Regions from separate parts of the Mus musculus genome. Here region 2 is linked to region 1. The links are chromatin contacts, called in public ChIA-PET maps. All regions are on one chromosome and are shown on one strand. Each heading gives the region's core, a stretch centred on a gene start, on an enhancer-like site or on the middle of the called end of the contact. The rest is flanking DNA. Distances are from core to core; before and after follow the strand shown. Region 1 overlaps Spag1 (sperm associated antigen 1). Region 2 overlaps Gm41297 (a long non-coding RNA gene).

What was found. ChIA-PET counts read pairs in DNA pulled down with a chosen protein or histone mark.
Region 2: a contact with region 1 is called in an RNA polymerase II ChIA-PET map of memory CD8 T cells, with 44 read pairs. The contact joins two enhancer-like sites. A contact is called at or near these places in 3 of 115 datasets of contacts at active chromatin or transcription factors (embryonic midbrain, memory CD8 T cells and stem cell-derived neural progenitor cells) and 1 of 9 other capture datasets (adipose tissue).

The regions. Positions count from the first base shown.
Region 1 is chr15:36,213,565-36,216,264 of GRCm38.p6, reverse strand. Spag1 (sperm associated antigen 1) reads right to left here. Exons shown (of 20, transcript NM_001359982.1): 14 at 1-98. Among named protein-coding and RNA genes, the nearest start is that of Gm41293, 3.8 kb to the right of the region's middle. Within about 2 kb of position 1,439, at least 84 of the 459 cell types and tissues checked have an H3K27ac peak or open chromatin away from gene starts, as enhancers often do. A contact at or near this core is called in memory CD8 T cells, where this site is marked.
Region 2 is chr15:36,714,997-36,718,032 of GRCm38.p6, reverse strand. Gm41297 (a long non-coding RNA gene) reads left to right here. Exons shown (of 3, transcript XR_875152.2): 3 at 1-151. Among named protein-coding and RNA genes, the nearest start is that of Gm41296, 6.9 kb to the right of the region's middle. Within about 2 kb of position 1,707, at least 343 of the 459 cell types and tissues checked have an H3K27ac peak or open chromatin away from gene starts, as enhancers often do. A contact at or near this core is called in memory CD8 T cells, where this site is marked.

The DNA of each region.
Region 1 (2,700 bases), core at 190-2,689:
TATAGTCCACATATGCGTTCCTGTATTGCTCTAAGGTCTCATAGGCCATTGCTCGCCGCAGAAGAGGCTTCACTGAGAACGGATGAAGTTCCAGAGCCCTAAGAGGACAAGACAGTACGCGTCATTTACCTGAGAAGGATCCGTTAATTTGTATTTAGCAATGCAGACTGCAGTGCTGGACCCCTATGCATCACACCTGATATTTCACCCTGGGGTCCTGGCAATCTATCAGAAAGACAAACCCAAAGTTAAACAGCTATCATATTGTCCTTGAACCCACCGACTAGAAAGCATTCTACTGTCTTCGGGCCACAATGAGGTGTGAGTTTAGAAATAAAAGTCTCACAGCTAAGGAAATGGACCTGAGGCTCCCTGCACCACATAAAAGCAAGCACACATATCTGCCTGCTATGCCGAGCTTAAGAGGTGGAGACAGATTTGCTGGGGCTCACTGGCCAGTCTGAGGGGGTCCTTAAGCTGGCAGTTCCGAGGTCAGTGAATGTCTTAGTCTTAAACAATAAAATGGGGAGTGGCTGTGGAAGATGCTGAGCGCTGGCCTACACACACAGACACACACACATAACACACACAGAGACACAGACACACACGCAACACACACATACACAACACACGCACAGAGACACAGACACACACATAACACACACACATTCTTTTTTTTTTTAAAGATTTATTTATTGTTATATGTAAGTACACTGTAGCTGTCTTTAGACACACCAAAAGAGGGCATCAGATCTCATTGTGGGTGGTTGTGAGCCATCACGTGGTTGCTGGGATTTGAACTCAGGACCTTTGGAAGAGCAGTCAGTGCTCTTATCCACTGAGCCATCTCTCCAGCCCACACACATACACACACATTCTTAATCGTATCCATATATTTAACAAGGTGCCTTACTACTAAACCACAAGAACTTGCATGGTTTTTTTTATCAACTTTCTAACACTATCTATGGTTCATTTCTATTGATTATAAAAAGGGTATCAGCAACAAACCAGAAGAGAACCTGGGACTAAGCATACAACTGTTTATGAGTCATGAGTTTTCATCTTGCACTTTCAGTATCACTACATATAAATTTTATCTGCGAGGCCAGAGAGTGTGGAGGTGTTCCCCGCCACACCTGCATCACCTCCATCCCAGGCTGCTTTCATTGCTCAAGATACCACAGGGCCAATCAAGATGGCCCAAGCTTGGAATCTAAATTGACAAAATGGGACACAAAACTCTTAGTACTTCCTAACATAGGAAATGAAGGGTTAGGGTTTTCATTCTTTGACTACATCTTGAAAATGAGTGTGAGCCTGCGAATGGAAATGCCATTGAAGAAAACAGTCTCCAACCACAACCACAGACAGGTGTTGGGCATCAAAGAGCTCACCAGGAAGCCGGCTGTGACCCTCAGGCGTTTCCTGTGGGCAAGTCTGTCAGAAGTTGGCAAAAACACACAGAGGCGGAGAATGACTAGGCAACTTTAGCCTCTCTAGATACTCTAAATAGGAAGCTGTCCGTACGTGTGTGTGTGTGTGTGTGTGTGTGTGTGTGTGTGTCCGTACGTGTGTGTGTCCGTACGCGTGTGTGTGTCCGTACGTGTGTGTGTGTGTGTGTGTGTGTGTGTGTGTGTGTGTGTGTCCGTACGTGTGTGTCCGTACGTGTGTGTGTGTGTGTCCGTACGTGTGTGTCCGTACGTGTGTGTGTGTGTGTGTGTGTCCGTACGTGTGTGTGTGTGTGTGTGTCCGTACGTGTGTGTGTGTGTGTGTGTGTGTCCGTACGTGTGTGTGTCCGTACGTGTGTGTCCGTACGTGTGTGTGTGTGTGTGTCCGTACGTGTGTGTGCGTGCACTTGTGAGCGCCCATGTTTCCAACAACTTCAAGAGTTCTTCTGACAACAGAAGTATGATGTGGTTTGGGGTGTTTCTTGTTGTTATTTGTTTGTTTTCTTTTGGCTGATAAACAATTATGCAAAAATCTCCACTTTTTAAAACATTGTTTCTCCCAGTTTTGCTTAGGCATGATAGCTTCTTTATCTCACATGGAGCCTGCAAACTAAAATGTGGAGAAGCTGAGGAACGAGGGGCCCAGAGCCTCATGCATACCCCCAAACTTCCCAAGAGTGATTGCGCAAACAACCTCTGGAAAACACTGCCTCTCCAGAGATACAAAAAAGTTTATCTTCAGACTGGAGAGTCAGTCAGCGGCTAAACCCACTGCTGTTCTTGTAGAGGACCAGAGTTCTTAGCACCCACATAGGAAGGCTTCACAACCGCCTGTTACCCCAGCTCCAGGGGGTCTGATACCTTCTTCTGGCCTCCTTAGGTACTAGACATCCATACACAGACACACACATACACAAACACATTGTTTTCAGATCTTGGACTGGAGAGATGGCTTAGCTGTTAGGACCTGGGCCTGATTCCAGCACCCACGGAAGGCAACTCACAACCACCCATAACCCCAGATCTTCAGGCATTCACATGTGCTACACATGCACACACATGTGACACACACATGCATACTCATGCACAAACATGTGGCACACACATACACACACATGGTTTAAGTTCCTTAAAAAATTAAATACTATAAACAATATCTTCACAGGTAAAAAGGTTTCCCTAGTTTAAAATGTCTGGTTTGGTTTTTCTGAGTCAGAATTTAATGGAGCCCATGCTGGCCTCAAACTCT
Region 2 (3,036 bases), core at 458-2,957, 500 kb before region 1:
GTTCAGATTCTTAGCCCTCCCGCTGCAGTGGGAAAGACTTAATGAGAATGTGAACTTACAAGTGATTACTTTTTCGGCCTTTCTGACCCTTTCATAGCAGTCTTATTTATAATAGCCAGGAGCTGGAAAGAACCCAGATGTCCTTCAACAGAGGAACGGATACAGAAAATGTGGTACATTTACACAATGGAGAACTACTCAGCTATTAAAAAAAAAAATGAATTCACGAAATTCTTAGACAAATGGATGGAACTAGAAAATATCATCCTGAGTGAGGTAACCCAATCACAAAAGAACACACGTGGTATGCACTCACTGATAAGTGGATATTAGCCCAAAAGCTCCAAATACTCAAGATACAATTCACAGACCACATGAAGATCAAGAAGAAGGAAGACCTAAGTGTGGGTCCTTTGGTCCTTCTTAGAAAGAGGAACAAAACACTCACGGGAGCAAATATGGAGAGAAAGTGAGGAGCAGAGACTGAAGGAAAGGCCATCCAGTGACTGCCACACCTGGGGATCTATCCCAGATACAGTCACCAACTCCGACACTATTGTGGATGCTAAGAAATGCTTGCTGACAGGAGCCTGATACAGCTGTGTCCTGAGAGGCTCTGCCAGAGCCTGACAAATACAGAGGCAGATGCTCGAAGCCAACCTTAGCACTGAGTGCGGGGGGGGGGGGGGTCCCCAGTGGAGGAGTTAGAGAAAGAACTGAAGGAGTTGAAGGGGTTTGCAACCCCATAGGAAGAACAACAATATCAACCAACCAGACTCCCCAGAGCTCTCAGGGACTAAGCCACCAACAAAGGAGTACACATGGCTCCTGCGGCATATATAGCAGAGGATGGCCTTGTCATGCATCAATGGGAGGGGAGGTCCTTGGTTCTCTGAAAACTTAATAGATGCCTCAGTGTAGGGGAATTGAGGGCGGGGAGGCGGGAGTGGGTGGGTGGGTGGAGAGAGGAACACCCTCATAGAAGCAGGGGGAGAGGGTATGAAATAGGGGTTTTCTGGAAGGGGAGGAAAACTGGGTAAAGGGATAACACTTGAAATGTAAATAAATTTAAAAAAAAAAAGATTCAGAAACTTATAAGCAATTACTTCATCAGCCTTTCTGACCCTTCCTGTCAAACCCCTTGTTTCCACCAGACACTGAATATGTACCTACTGTGTGCAAACTGTTGGCCATAGTTCTATGTGGGCCTCACAGACAAAGAATAGTTGGTGCCCTTAGGAAAATGCCCATAGGAAGCAGACTGGTGCAGCTCTCTGGTCAGGAACACTAGCATGGCTTTGCTGGTCCTTGAGTCCCTAGGGGTGGGCAGATGTGACTAGAACAGGCCTCTGAAGAGGGCTGTGGGCAGGTGCGGCTGCTAGGAGAAAGCTTCTTAGAGCATTAGCTCTCTGCCGGTTCCAGACCCAAGAACAGGCTGACTTGGCCTCAGCCACCAGCATCCAGCTGGTCACGTGCTTCAGGCAGCTGCTCTTTGTTTTTATCCTTCACCTGGCCTCTCTGGCCTCTCCGGTTTCTCTGGGGACAAATTCCAGAGTTTTGGAGTTCTGCTTGGTCACCCAAGGACAGACCCTTTAAGAACTTCCAGTCCAGTGCTAGGGACATCGTGTCCTAAGGGTCCTTCTGCCCATCTCCAGAGTGGTAATTAACCGTCCCTGGTAAGCCAGCATTACGTAAGAGGATTATGAAACTAACAGAAGGGTCTGCGATCTGTATCTATAAATAGGCACAAATATCATTACTGCGCCACTGTGAGGTTCAGAGCCATCTAGCGGTAGAAAATTGTATGTGCAGCTCTTGCAAATCCGCTCGAAAAATTATTCTTTTATGTTCTAAATGTGACACTTTGTACATAACTAGACCCAGAGCCTCCGGGTTAAACTATGTTGAGAGAAAAAAGGGGGAGTCCCTGTTTTTAACTTTTAGAGGTCATATCCTTAATAAAGGAAGTCCCGCCCTTTACATGGTGTGTAACTGAGAAATTCCAATGTGGTGACTGTATTTATGCGAGCCTCCTTTTCGCGTTCGCGAACCCAGATGCACGACTGTTTCGATGCTATTAGATCTGTCCCAATTTCATATTGACTGCCGCTGATTAACATGTCCGTGGGCCCGAGAATATTCTTTAAACCTGAGCGTGGTTGTCTCCTCCACACACAGTGCTGTTTCCTGTTTTGTTTCTCCTGCCTCAGTCAGAAGACTGGGTGGGGCCTGTTACTGAAAACCAGAAAAAGGACCACAGCAACGCATCTTTCAATGGCTTTTGAGTTTCGATAGAGTTGAACTTTTAGGAATCATAAGAATTGAAGACATAAACTAAATGTGCAAAGTGTGTGTGTGTGTGTGTGTGTGTGTGTGTGTGTGTAATGAACTTTGGGAAAGTGTATAACACAGAGTCAGAGAAGTGCAGGCATTACAAACTGTTCAACCTTGTTACACTCTGATACTGTATTCTGAAGACACCAGGTCAGGTTACAGTTCCAGCAGCACTATGTATGTGTATGCATTTGTGCATACATGTGTGTACATGTGTACACGTGTGTATACGTGCATGTATGTGCATGAATGTGCTGTGCGCACATATGTAGGAATATGTGTACGTGTGTACATGAGTATGTGTGCATGTGTGTGCCCATGTGTGTGCCCATATGTGTGTAGTGCACTTATGATGTAGATCCTCATCCACACCCAAAGGAACCCCCTGGCCAGCTGGATCCCCATCACTGAGCCCTGAAACCAGAAATGCTTTCCATTGTTCAGTCATAGAATGGGAGGGTGTGTTTGAGAGAATAAATCCCAAACATACCTCCGTTTTACCGGGGGAGGGGAGAGAATGAATATGCAAATTAGAACTAAATTGGATGAAAACTATGGTAAACATGTTATTTTTAGTGCTTACATTTGTGGATGAACATACCTGCTACTTAGTCACTAGGGAAAACAGAGTCTTTTAAATATGACTCAAAGCTGGGAAGAATCGAGCACACCTCTGATCCTGGCACTCAGGAGGCAGTAGAG